2 separate regions of the Columba livia genome follow, and region 2 is linked to region 1. A link is a contact called in public Hi-C data. All regions are on one chromosome and are shown on one strand. Each heading gives the region's core, a stretch centred on a gene start, on an enhancer-like site or on the middle of the called end of the contact. The rest is flanking DNA. Distances are from core to core; before and after follow the strand shown. Region 1 holds the start of CAMK2D (calcium/calmodulin dependent protein kinase II delta). Region 2 has its middle 170 kb from the start of CAMK2D.

Evidence for each region. A called contact is a pair of places that touch in the nucleus more often than the background predicts.
Region 2: a Hi-C map of liver shows a contact between it and region 1, with 1.9 times the contacts expected there. The contact joins the enhancer-like site here to the promoter of CAMK2D in region 1. A contact is called at or near these places in 2 of 2 Hi-C or Micro-C datasets (crop and liver).

Annotation. Positions count from the first base shown.
Region 1 is chr4:69,364,212-69,370,658 of bColLiv1.pat.W.v2, reverse strand. It overlaps CAMK2D (calcium/calmodulin dependent protein kinase II delta), which reads right to left and starts at 2,398. Exons shown (of 21, transcript XM_065062256.1): 1 at 1,926-2,398; 2 at 1,004-1,098. The coding sequence starts at 1,993.
Region 2 is chr4:69,533,389-69,539,912 of bColLiv1.pat.W.v2, reverse strand. No RefSeq gene overlaps it. Among named protein-coding and RNA genes, the nearest start is that of CAMK2D, 170 kb to the right of the region's middle. Within about 2 kb of position 2,107, at least 1 of the 3 cell types and tissues checked has an H3K27ac peak away from gene starts, as active enhancers do.

The DNA of each region.
Region 1 (6,447 bases), core at 1,149-3,648:
TTAAATTTAGTGAATACAGGCTGCCATTTACCTACAGCGATTCCTTTGCATCAAAAGCAAACCAGGCCATGAACAGGTTTACACTCTGACATTGCTTGTTCACTACTGTGTTCTTTACCACAACACAAATTCATATCAAAACACAGATAACATTAACAGATAGTAATCCATAATCCCTGACATCCTAGCACAAGCACTCTGACCTGGACTTAAGGAGGAGTTGACACATCACAATTAAGGTTTGCTTTTGACAACAACAGCCCATAGTATGTGTGTATTTTCCTAAAATGTATCACACAGACATATCCACTGATACTGACAATATCTAGGAAACATACACATCACACAGAAAGTATCAACAAGCTGTACAGCAGGTATTATGGCTGGGTTGTAACAGTAAACAGTCCATCACTTAATCAGAATGACTTGCTTCACAAATGGTTAGTTGATAAAATGACAATTTCCTTCCTATTGTATATCATAACAAAGTCTAGTATAGGGTAGCAGTGTACTTTTTCTCACACATTCATAGTCAGACAGGCCTTGATGTTCATGTTTAAATGCAACGGTGGAAACACAGAATTCAGTAAAGCTATATCACACTAAAATAAAAACTATAATGGAAACTTATTTCCCAGCCTTCCCTCCAAAAATCAGCTGGTAAAATGCCTGCAAGCTGATATCCAAAGTTATTTAGATACAAAAATAAAGAGGCTGCATTACGGTACATTGTTTTAGAATTTGTACATCTTGAAATGCTTTGCAACAACCTCAGACCTCCATGCAATCAATACATGACACATTTAACACGGAAAAAGAACAAGCGCTCTTAAAGGAAATGGGGGGAAGAATGTATTAGGAAAATTAAATAATTTGGGGGTTTTTGTTGATGGTGGTTTGGGGCTTTCTTTTCGTTTGGTTTTGTTTTTTGACGCTTTCCACAAGAATGCAAAAAGAAAAACGGGGAGAAGGTATCATAAATACTGGGTGAAAATATACCCACCCCTAGCCGAAAGCTTTTTGGTGTTGATAATTTTGGCAGCATACTCTTGTCCTGTGGTGATTTTCATACACCTCCTCACGACAGAGAACGCCCCTCTGGAAACCAAGAAGCAGACAAAGTGTCAGCCCAGCTGCAACAGTCGCTGCCACCGCCGGCGCGAGGCTTGTAACGGGCGTCAGCGAGAGGTGCGATGTCGATCCACACTGATTTTATTCACCCGAGCACTAAACTCTGGGCAGAAACGCGAGTGGGAGCCGAAGCGCTCCTCGGCCGGGCGGCCGGGCGGCACGTCTTCACCCGCCCCAGCCCGACACACACGGCGGGGGCAGCGCGGCGGTGGCCCCGTCCCCCCCGCCCCGGTGACACCAACATGGCGAGCGGGACCTGAGAATCGCCGGCCGCGGCTTCGCGTCGCCTCCCGCCCCGCCGCCGGGGGGCGCCGCGCCCCACCCCGCGCGCCGGCCGTTAGCGGCGCGCGTGAGCCCCCAACGGCCGCCGGTCACCGACCGACCCCCCAGCCCCACCCGCTACAGCGAGAACAATAATGATAATAACAATAAAAAATGGCCATAACGCAGCTCCGGCGCCTCCCGCGTCGGGAGGCCGGGGGCAGCCCCGCGCCGCCCGCCTGGAGTCTGCCGCCGCCCCGGGGCCGGACGCACCCGCGGGGACGCGCGGGCGGGCGCGGAGCCCGATCCCGCACCCGCTAATACCGCCCGGCTGGGGGCGCAGGGCTGGGGCCAGGGCGCTGCCCCAGGTGGCCCTGACAGCGGGGCGCCCCGCCGGGCTTTCAGCACCGGTGAAGCGGCCCCCGGCCATGGCTCCCTCCCGGCACCGACCCCTCGGTGTCACCGCTGCCTTCCTCCCGCCCCAGCTCCCCAGTCCCCAACGGCGGGGCGCGCCCGGCGGGCTCCGTGCTTACTTCCCGAGCTCCTCGAAGAGCTGGTACTCGTCGGTGAACCGGGTGCAGGTGGCGGTTGAGGCCATCATGAGGACGGGCGGCCGCCGGTGCCTCCGGCGGCCACGGACGGCGAGGCGGTAGCGGCGGAGGGGCTGCGCGGCGGGCGAGGCGCGGCGAGGTTAAGCAAAGCTCCGCGCCGGCTTCTCCTCCGCGCGGGCTTCTCCTCCCCGCCGCCGCCTCCTCCCGTGACGGCGCTGCCTCCGTGCCCTCCTCTCCGCCAGCTGGCGCGTCCTCCCCGCGCAGGTCTTCCCCACCCTTAACGAAAATAAATAAATAAATGTCTCTTCTCTCTCCAGCCCGCGCCGCCCGCCGGGGGAGGTGACGCCGAAAGGGAAAATAAAACCGGGTCGGGGGCGCGTCCGTCCTCTGCTCTCCTCCCTCCGCACTCCCCTGGCGGCGAGCGGGCCCGGCGCCTCCTGCCAGCCAGCGCGGCCGCCGCGGCTCTGCCCCGTCTCCCGGTGCCGTGCCTCCCCCTAGCGACCCGCGGCCGCGCCGTCGCGGCTCTCTGCTGCCGCCTCGCCGCCGGCTCTGCCTCCGGCCCGCCCCGCCCGTCGGGGACGCTGTGCGGAGGGGACTGTCACGCTGTGGCCGGGCACCTGCGCTGCACCGGGAGCGGGGCAGAGACGAGACCGACCCGGCCCGACCCCCCCGCTCCGCAGCGAGAACAGCGGCGGGAGGGGCGCGCGCCCGCTGCCTCCCGCCCGGAGGAAGCGGATGCACCTGCGCCCCGTTCCTCGGCGACCGCTGACGTCACAAACCGCCCGGCAGGGGCCGGGGGGGGGGGGGTCGGAGGGGGAAAGCGGTGGCGGAGCTCGCGTGCGCGCGCAGCGCCCGCACCCGCCGGGAAGCGCGAGCCCGGGAGCGGCGGGGGCGCCCCGCCCGCCGGCGCGCGCTCCGGCCCGTGGCGTCACGAGTGGCCCTGCCCCGCGCGCGGGAGGGCAGCGGGACCGGGAGGGCAGCGGGACCGCGCGTGCGCGGGGCCGCGCGTGGGGCCGCGCGCGGGGCTGCGGCGGCAGCGCGTGCCCGCACCGGGCAGCCCCGGGACCGCGGGGGGCGCTGTGCGGGGGGCGGCGGCGGCACCGCGCGCGGTGAGGGGACCCAGCGGGACCCAGGGAGGAGAACGGCGGGCAGCTCGGGGAGCGCCGCGCACACCGAGACCCGCGCACACCGAGCCCCGCACCGCCCGGCACTGCCACATGTCACAGTAACTGTTGTGCCCAATATTCCCTGCGCAGCCCGACGGGGCGACTGGAGCCCTCGCGCAGGCAGCGCTTGTGCGGTGATGGAGATAAAGCGCAGTAGTAACCAGCTGTGTCGGTTGTGTGACCTTGGGCTAATTTCTGTCCCAGATAAGGGCAGAGAGCGTGCCACCACATCACCGAATGAGCGCAAAATGAGCGTTACCAGGCCCTCCGAACTGCACTGAAATTCAAGAGATAATTCTGCAAGATACTGCAAATGTGATTTTTAATTTTTGAAGTGTTTGGGATGCAATTGTTTTAATGTTTCTGAGAGCAATACTGAAAATGCTGTTGAAATAAAGCGTTTGTGTGTTGGAATTTTGTGGTCGAAGTGGAAAAGGTGTGGATATTTGGTTTACCCATAATATTTCATTTTCTAAAATATTTAAAGCGGAAATAATGCCAGATGAAGAAATGGTAGTTGTTGGAACTATAACAACTTTCAAAAGCAAAACTCACTATTTCCCAACTTTGACATTTTTACTTTAAAAAGCTTTTCAAATGTGTATGTACCACCAAATTGTTGTTGTTGTTGTTTTACTTCACTCCTGTTTGTGGCCTCAGGTTTGCCAATGATTATTTGCTTTGCTTTGAGCAAGTCATTTTGCTTTTATTCTCTTCTGATAAACTAAGTGGTGGTGAGATAAGAGTTAAATTAACATCTGCACAGCATTTTAAACGTTTATTCAATATGTGAACACGGATGTGTGTACAATGTGAATGCATAAACCTATATACTAGGGCAATTTTCCTCTGGGTGAGGCCACTGCCCCTGGTACAAATACACTGAAATTCATGGCATAAAGGCTGCAGCAAAGGAAGACTTTGAAACTTGCGAGCAAGTACAAAACGTTTACTCTCTAAGTTCCTCTCCAAGGGAACGTTTGGTGCAGCACCACGAGTAGGAAAAGACTGGAGGATGTTTCAATTTAGAGCAGCAAATTTACATGGAAGCAAGAATGAATCTATTCTCAGATCAGTGCATTAAAAAGTATTCAGAAGGGAAGTATATATTTTAGTTCCCTCTAACAAAAATATAACATGCGAGTTGTGCATAATTTTGTATATATCTGCATAAATAACACATTCAGCAGTACTGAAACCCAGAGTGGTGTGATGATTGTGAGTATTTATGGGGATATGTCTGCCAGGTTCCTTATCTGTACATACATAGACATTAAAAAACATATTCCCCTGTCCTATGTCAGAGTATATCCTGACAACAAGCATTTGGCCAAAATATCAGTACTGTGCCATGCATTTATTATTTAATTAATAAAAAATGTTCAGGAGACATTATTAAACTCAATTCACATGTTTGCTGATTTTTTTAATGACATAAGGATGCGTGATCCAAACAGTGTTTGCTTGTTTGTTTGTTTTAATTCATTTTGTTTGTGCTTGTTTGTTTGTTTCCCATTTTACAATCTGAAAACAAACAAACAAAGTCCAAGAAGAGGCCAAGGAGTTCTCACAGAAATATCAAGTACGATTTTTTTACTAGGAGCTAAGGAAAGAAAATAGTTGTTTACAAGATGAGTATCATAGGACTTGGAGAATTTCCATGAGGAGAGATACTAGGGAAGTGATTAATAGCCTGAAAACACTTCAGGTGTGGTTCTTTTCTTTGTTTCATTTTGCTTTTTTCTTATTACAACAACCCTTTCTTTAATGTAATTCACTCTTGAGCTGAAAAAAAAACGTAATTTGTAGCTGCCATTTAAGTACTCCATAAATTCCCCAAATTCTTTCGGAGTAGACCAAAGCAGCCAGAATGGCAGCCAAGGATCTGCCCTTCTAGGTTAACTTCTAAAAGCTGGTTAGAGCTTCAAGTTTCTATTAAGGCCACAGAAGCACTTAATCTGTAGTTGCTCTAGTGGATATGGAAAGTCAGATCTCAATAATGAACAAAAAAAGGCTTAAAAATATCCCAGAGCGTGTTTCTCTTCTTCAGATTTTTTTTTTTTCATGGAGCAGTAAGCAGTTCAAGTTGTAAGAAACTGAATAACAAAATGTTACAGCTCGGTGGAATGAATTATATTTTCAGCTTCAGAATTTGAAACATTTATTGTGGCAAAGAAAATTTTATTATTTTAAGAGTTTGCTATTCAGCAAGGTCGTTGCTTTATATGGCTTTATTTTTAGACTGCCAAAGTGAGGTTTTCATTTAATTTCTGATCTTGCAAATACAGATTTTCAATTTGCTTATGTTTTGAAGGAGTCAGAGGGCTTTCAAAAGGTCATTCGGGTAAACTTCTCATTATGGGCACTGCTAGGAATATTGTATATTTAGTTCATGAACAAATGCAGCAGCCATTTACAGCAGAGGTCTAGGCAGAAAATGGCCTGAAAGCCTGAGTAATCTTGGGGTTTAGATAAATCCTCACTTTATAACCAGATGGTCTTGAACAGAAATCCTTAGTCTTTCCAAAGGTTTCATGTATTCTTGTGGCAAAGCGCTTATGGCCTTGGGGCAACTGACTGAAAACACTGGAGCAGTTACAGGTACATTTTTGCAGTAAAGCTGAAAACCTGGAATTTGATCAATAAAATATCCCTAACTTGTTGATTTAAAATGCAATCCAAACTGCTAAAATTTATGGATTAGTTGGCAGTCACTTTCTTAACAACATATTGAAAGCGTATCTGAAGATAGCAGGAAAAATGGAGAGAAGTTAATCAGAGAAAAGATCAAGTATGTGGAAACAAGGGAAGGTGTAAGAACAGAAGGAAAAAAAAAAAAGCATCAACAGTGAGAAATCACAAAGGAGGCAATATGTGGGTTTCCTGTTCATTGTAATAGCTTGAACTGGAGGCAACAGATTTCAGGTCAGTCCTGAATCATTTGTTGCACCACATGTTGTATCTCTCTTTTGTTTTTTCATTGGAGCTGTTGGACTTTCCTAAATAATTTCAGGTCAGTCCTGAATCATTTGTTGCACCACATGTTGTATCTCTCTTTTGTTTTTTCATTGGAGCTGTTGGACTTTCCTAAATAAAGTTTTTGGGAGGCAGAGGCAGTGGTAACATCACCTGGCTGGCATGTCAGAGACTCCCTCATCGTAGCCTGTAATTTTCAAGTGATGATGGTGGTCTAACACGTGTCCTAATGTCTTCTGTTGGAGCAACTCCCTCCCAAACACCTTTTCACCCACAGCCCCGGGTGCTGACTCCAGATACCGGATGCCAGTCCCAGATCATCTGGGTCTCCAGTGAGTCCTAAAGAGCTGAGGTGGAGCTGC
Region 2 (6,524 bases), core at 858-3,357, 170 kb before region 1:
TCCTAGCTAGAAACTTTTCAAATGTTATCCTGAGTTACGAATCAAAAGCATCTCATTTCTCACTCCTCTGACCTAAGCTGACTCCTGAGAGGAGACAGACTGGCTGGCAGCAGCAAAGCAAAATGAGTGTTTCCCATAGATATAAATATGCATTTATGTAGGTTGTGCTCAGATTCTTCATCATCATATCACAGCTGTCACTGCTGACAACAATAAAAAGCAGGTACTCTAATAAATTGTCTCAGAATTGATGAATGCCTCCTCTGAGGCTATTTTCATGTGGTGGGACAGCTAATCCCACCAGACTCTGGCCACAGAGCATAACATAAAGTATTCATTATTTTATGAAAATCAGCAGTTCTGGTCAAACCCATTTGCGTATCGACAAAATGACTTGACTGCAGCCAAACCAGTTGCACATGGAGCTCCTTCTGCTTGGACAACTGAAACTGTGAATTATCCCAAAGGGACTTAGACCCCCAGCATGCTCTGGATTGCAAACCTAAACTTGGTTTAGTTTACTCTTCATGTGTACCTTTTAATTTTCTTTGTGGAGCAAAGAAATAGGAATAAAGCAGGCCTAGATATTTTTCATAGCTCCCACAAAGACACACACTCCTCCAAATTAGATGGAAGTTGTAAATGGAAGAAATTTATTTCATGTCACACATACATAAATTCTACCTCTTGTCTCAGAAGCTCCTGGAAGACGGATGAAAGTGTAGCAAATGGAAGGAACTGACTCCTGATAATAAAAATATGTTTAAGCTGTTATCTAGCTTACTTTTCTGAAAAGCAATAAAAAAGTCAACATTAAGTTTTGCAAGCAGATGCTAATGAAACGATGAATGATAGAAGTTTTTACTGCCCCTAACTTCCCCCTTCAATCACACTTGATTACAGACTGAGGACACCAATTACTTGGCTGGTCACCCTTTGACTTCTAAAAGTGTCAAGGATGCCTCTTCACAGTACAACTTGTGATGCTGTTCTGTATAGCAGATACACAGACAGATTTAGGACCACAAAACTTGATCTGAAACATGCTCTCAAATGCTTCTTTCACAATGAGAACTTTTGCAGCCACTTCTTAGGGAGGATTTTGACCCTGTACTAGTGTCTGAACTGCATCAAGCCAGCAGAAAGGAACTGGTCTCTTTGAACAAGAGCCAAATGACAGAATTGCACAGCCATGACCTGAGTAGCAATGCATATTTTTTCTGCTCAGGTACCTGGAGCAGGACCCAGAAAATTCAGTAGCATGTTACTGTACAGGTAGTGTGGCTATCTTGGGCTGCTCATCAAACTCCTCTTATGCCTTTGGCAGCCCTTATGTGCAATCAGATTTCTGCAGTTATCTGGTTTCCTTGGTCTTGCCTCTTCATAGAAGAATGTTTTTTTCGTGTCGGGGACCCAATGACAAGGATGATCCTTCACTGTATGAGCTCACTTCAAACTGAAGTATTTTTTTTTACTGAAAATTATCAATGTATTCATTTCAGTGGAAACAAAGAAAGCTCCTTTAAACGAGGAGCTTGAAAATCTCCAATTATTGAAGAACATTTAAAAAGTCACTTCTGCAAAAATATGTAACAGACAACCTTTTGTTCTGCTTCAGACTCTGCATGCGTGAGTGTGCACTGTAGCATTACATTTTAACCAAGTCACTGTAAAACTGAAACCCTGTAATTATGTCTTTTCCATCAAGCATCACTATCTCAATTCTCCTCCATTTGTCTAACTGCCAGCTCAGAAAGATTCAACTGGCATCTAAACATGCCATCAGGTTCTTCTTGCTTTAGCAGGTCAGTATCAGTGGCAAAAAAAAAGTAACTTGGGTTTCGGGTTTTTTTGAGAGACATTTTTGGTGTGCGTTTTGTTTTCTTTCTCCCCGCCGTGTGTGTCCATCCCCCCCTGTCCCCCATCATAGTTGTTATTTTGTTTGGTTGTTTTGTTTTTCAGGATTTGCAAAGAAAATATACTGCTAATGTTTTACAGATGTATTGGCTTTGAACTGCTGACAGATGCACAAAGTTGATTTTAGCTAATATAATTAACTAGTGTGACCTTCAAAACTCACAGGGTATTAGCACATGCTCTGTTGAGAACAGCAGTACATTGCTGCTACACTTGATTCAAATATTGCCCTTAGAATGTTCTGATGCAGCTTTTCTCAAGATTTGGGAACCACTGCGTAATTTCAGTGGCTAGGATAAACATGAACCTTGCTTTTCAGTGGGAACTTACTTGGGACACTGCCTGTTCCCCACTAACTTGGAAAGCAGAAAGCTTCCTGTCACAGGGACTTCGGAAATGAGTAAACGCCGCAAACCACGATGTGCTGCATGGCATGCAGTGAGGAGTGTGAGCTCCCAAAGCTCTCCTTGTAATTCTGGCCATAAATCCTTCATTCTCAGACTGTAATCACTGTCATTCAGGGAATGAAACTCACCCTTCTTCCTGGAAACCCCTGCCATCCATCAACTTCGTGGCCTTGAGCAAATTATATACTGTCAGTTTTTTAGCCATAAAACTAGGTAGGCAACATAGTAAGGATTAATTACCCAATGTCTTTAAAAGCCTCTCCATCAGGCACCAGAGCATGGCAACACTACACTCAGTTCCACCTGCTGACTGTGCCCCAGGAATGCTCTCACACAAAAGAAAGAGACAAAAAGGTAAGTGGAAAAAAATAAGGAGAATGGAGGGAGTAGAGTTTCAGATATAAAAGTAAATGATTCATTTTGAGAAGTGGCACAGGTTGTCACGATGTTTTTAACATGATAAATGCCACGTGGTAATAACCTCAGGGTTTCTTGTGGAGGGAGGATTAGTTTGGGAAGGGGAGGAAGGCAGGGTGTGAGCACTAGGCAGCAGCAGAGGTGAGCATCCGAGCGGAGGGGCAGGGAGCAGCAGCGGGGTGTTTTGACAGCAAGGTGAAAGGATCTAATGATGGAGAAACCTTCCGACTGCTTTGTGGTCTTGCCATCAAAATGCTTAGATCGTCATGCCAGCTACTCCTCCTCAGAAATGAGTACTGTGAGCTGCTAAGGCCTTTTAATGAAAACTGTATACTCCTCATTCCCCAGCTCTTCCACTCTCTCAGATATCCCCCTTACATCTTTTTGGCAGACAGCGTAGGACTTGTGGGAACTAAAGCAGCTCTGCTTTATCATGTGTGAAAAGCTAGTCTTATGCACCAAAGAGCTGGGAAACAGCGATTATAGAAAGGTGTGAATTTGTTAAGACTCAAACACCAAGATCTACGTAACTATGGAGGAGAGAGTGAATATTCTCCCATGTTGCCTCTTGGTGTACCTCAGGGTCCTGATCTTGAGAAATCCATAACAAAGAACAGATCAGTGAAGCAGTGAGGATTTTTAAGCCTTTGTTATTTGTATCTGTTCACATATTGAAATAAAGAAATGCATCAATTTATTTAAGTAAAGAGACTTGCAATGTTTCCTGCTCTGAGCTTTGTGTTAATTCTCATTGCATTTTTCAGCCTTTGTGGCACCTTTAGCTGACAGGTGCTCAGGGAAAGAGAACCTTTCTGCTATTGTCAGTAGGGAGATATCAGCAACTGTTTTGAGCTGCATTGAAGCAAAACCTACATGCTTCCTTACTTATTTTTCAGTGAAAAAGAACAGAGTAAAGCTGTCTCAAATATTCACTTAGTGGTTTTGGCACTGACATTGTACAAGGGACACTTATGCTCATATTCCTGGCCTGAACAAAAAAGAGCAAAAACTCCTACTTGTGTCTTCTAGACACAAGATCCCTATCCAGATCCCTATGAAAGTGCACCACATCAGGGCCTGAAATCACCATGCTGCTGCTGTGCTTGTCTGTCTCAATTACAGAGTATTTAACTACTTACACAAAGTGGTATGGTCCCAACAGGAGACTGAAACAGGGCCTCCAAAACCAGATCAGACTGATGTGCCAAGACTAATATGTTTCCAATCATGTGCACACAAAATTCATGTTTGATGAAACATGATTTTCATACCAAATGAACTGTGTTTCCGAACTCACAGATCTATTTCAAATTGCAGTGACAGCTTTGAAAGAAATTTCACTTTGTTTTTTTGACTGGAATGTGGTCATGGATGGCTATGTCCTTCTCAGGAAAGACAGGACAGCCAGGCGTGGTGGTGGAATTGCTCTTTACGTGAGGGAGCAACTACAATGTTTTGAGTTCTATTCAGGGGTGGATGAGGAGTTGAGAGTCTGTGGGTGAGAGTTAAGGGGCAGGCTGGCAGGGGTGACACTGTTGTGGGTGTCTGTTACAGGCCACCAGATCAGGGTGAGGAAGTTGATGAGGCCTCTACAGACAGCTGAGAGCAGCCTCACAGTCACAGGCCCTGGTTGTGGTGGGGGATTTTAACTTCCCTGATGTTTGCTGGAAGGACTACTCGGCCAGCCACAGTCCAGGAGGTTCCTCCAGTGCTTTGATGATAACTTCCTCATGCAGAAGGTGGAGGATCTGACTAGAAGAGGAGCACTGCTGGAACTCATCCTCACTAACAAGGAGGGTCTGGTTGAAGTGGTAAAGGTTGAGGGCTGCCTTGGTTGCAGTGACCATGAAATAGTGGAGTTCAGGATCGCCTGTGGCAGGAACAGAATAGCAAGCAGAATTGCAACCCTGGACTTGAGTAGGGCCAACTTTGGCCTTTTTAAGCTATTGCTAGGGGAAATCCCATGGGCAAGGCTGCTTGATGGTTGGTTAGCAGTCAAGGACTGCTGCTTCCAAGCTCACCATCAGAGCATCCCGACACGTAGGAAGTCAAGGAAGGGAGCCAGAAGACCTGTGTGGTTAAACAGGGAGCTTCTGGGCAAACTCAAGTGGAAGAGGAGAGTTTACAGATCATGGCAGGAGGGGCTGGCCACTTGGGGAGAATATGAGGCTGTTGTCACAGGACGTAGTGAGGCAACTAGGAAAGCTAAGGCCTCCTTAGAATTAAACCTGGCGAAAGGGGTCAAGGACAACAGAAAGAGCTTCTTCAAATACGTGGCACATAAAACTAACACCAGAGGCAATGTAGGCCCACTGATGAAAGAGGTGGGTGCCCTGGTGACAGAAGATACAGAGAAGGCAGAGTTACTGAGTGCCTTCTTTGTCTCTGTCACTATGCCGGAGGCTGTCCTCGGGAGCCCTGTACCCCTGAGGCCCCAGAGGAAGTCAGGACAATGGAGGAGTTTGCCTCAGCTGATGAGGACTGGGTTAGGGAGCAATTAAGCAATCTGGACAGCAATAAATCCATGGGTCTAGATGGGATGCACCCACGGGTGCTGAGGGAGCTGGCTGAAGTTATTGCTAGGCCACCCTCCATCATCTTTGCTAAGTCATGGGAAATGGGAGAGGTGTCTGAGGACTGGAGGAAAGCAAATGTCTCTCCAGTCTTCAAAAAGGGCAAAAAGGAGGATCCGGGTAACTATAGACTGGTCAGTCTCACCTCCATGCCCAGAAAGGTGATAGAACAACTTATCTTTTGTGCCATCTCAATGCATATCAAGAATAAGAGGGTCATTAGGGGCAGTCAACATGGCTTCACCAGGGAAGTCGTGCTTGACCAACCTCATAGCCTTTTATGAAGACATAAACAGGTGGATAGATGATGGCAGAGCAATGGATGTGGTCTGTCTTTATTTCAGTAAAGCATTTGACACAGTCTTCCACAGCATCCTTACTGCTAAACTGAGGGAGTGCAGTCTGGATGATCGAGTAGTGACGTGGACTGCGAACTGGCTGAAGGAAAGAAGCCAGAGAGTTGTGGTCAATAGGACAGAGTTGGAGGCCTGTATCTAGAGGAGTGTTTCAAGGGTCGATACTGGGACCAGTACTATTCAGTGACTTGGATGAGGGAATAGAGTGTACTATTGGCAAGTTTGGTGGTCATACCAAGCTGTGGGGAGTGGCTGACACTGGAAGGCTGTGCTGCCATCCAGCAAGACCTGGACAGGCTAGAGTGTTGGGCAGGGAAAAATTTAATGAAATATAACAAGGGCAAGTGTAGTCTTGCATCTGGGTAGGAATAAACCCAGGTTCCAGTATAAGTTGGAGAATGACCTGTTGGAGAGCAGTGTAGGGGAAAGGGACCTGGGGATCCTGGTGGACAGCAAGATGACCATGAGCCAGCACTGTGCCCTTGTGGCCAGGAAGGCAAATGGCACCCTGGCGTTTATTAGAAGGGGGGTGGTTGAGAGAGGTTCTCCTTCCCCTCTACTCTGCCCTGGTGAGACCACATCTGGAATATTGTGTCCAGTTCTGGGCCCCTCAGTTCCAGAAGGACAGGGAACTGCTGGAGAGAGTCCAGCGCAGGGCAACAAGATGATGGAGTGGAGCATCTCCCGTGTGAGGAAAGGCTGAGGGAGCTGGGACTCTTTAGCTTGGAGGAGACTGAGGGATGACCTCATTAATGTTTACAGATATATAAAGGGCGTGAGTGTCAGAAGGATGGAGCCAGGCTCTTCTCAGTGACAACCAGTGACAGGACAAGGGGCAATGGGTACAAACTGGA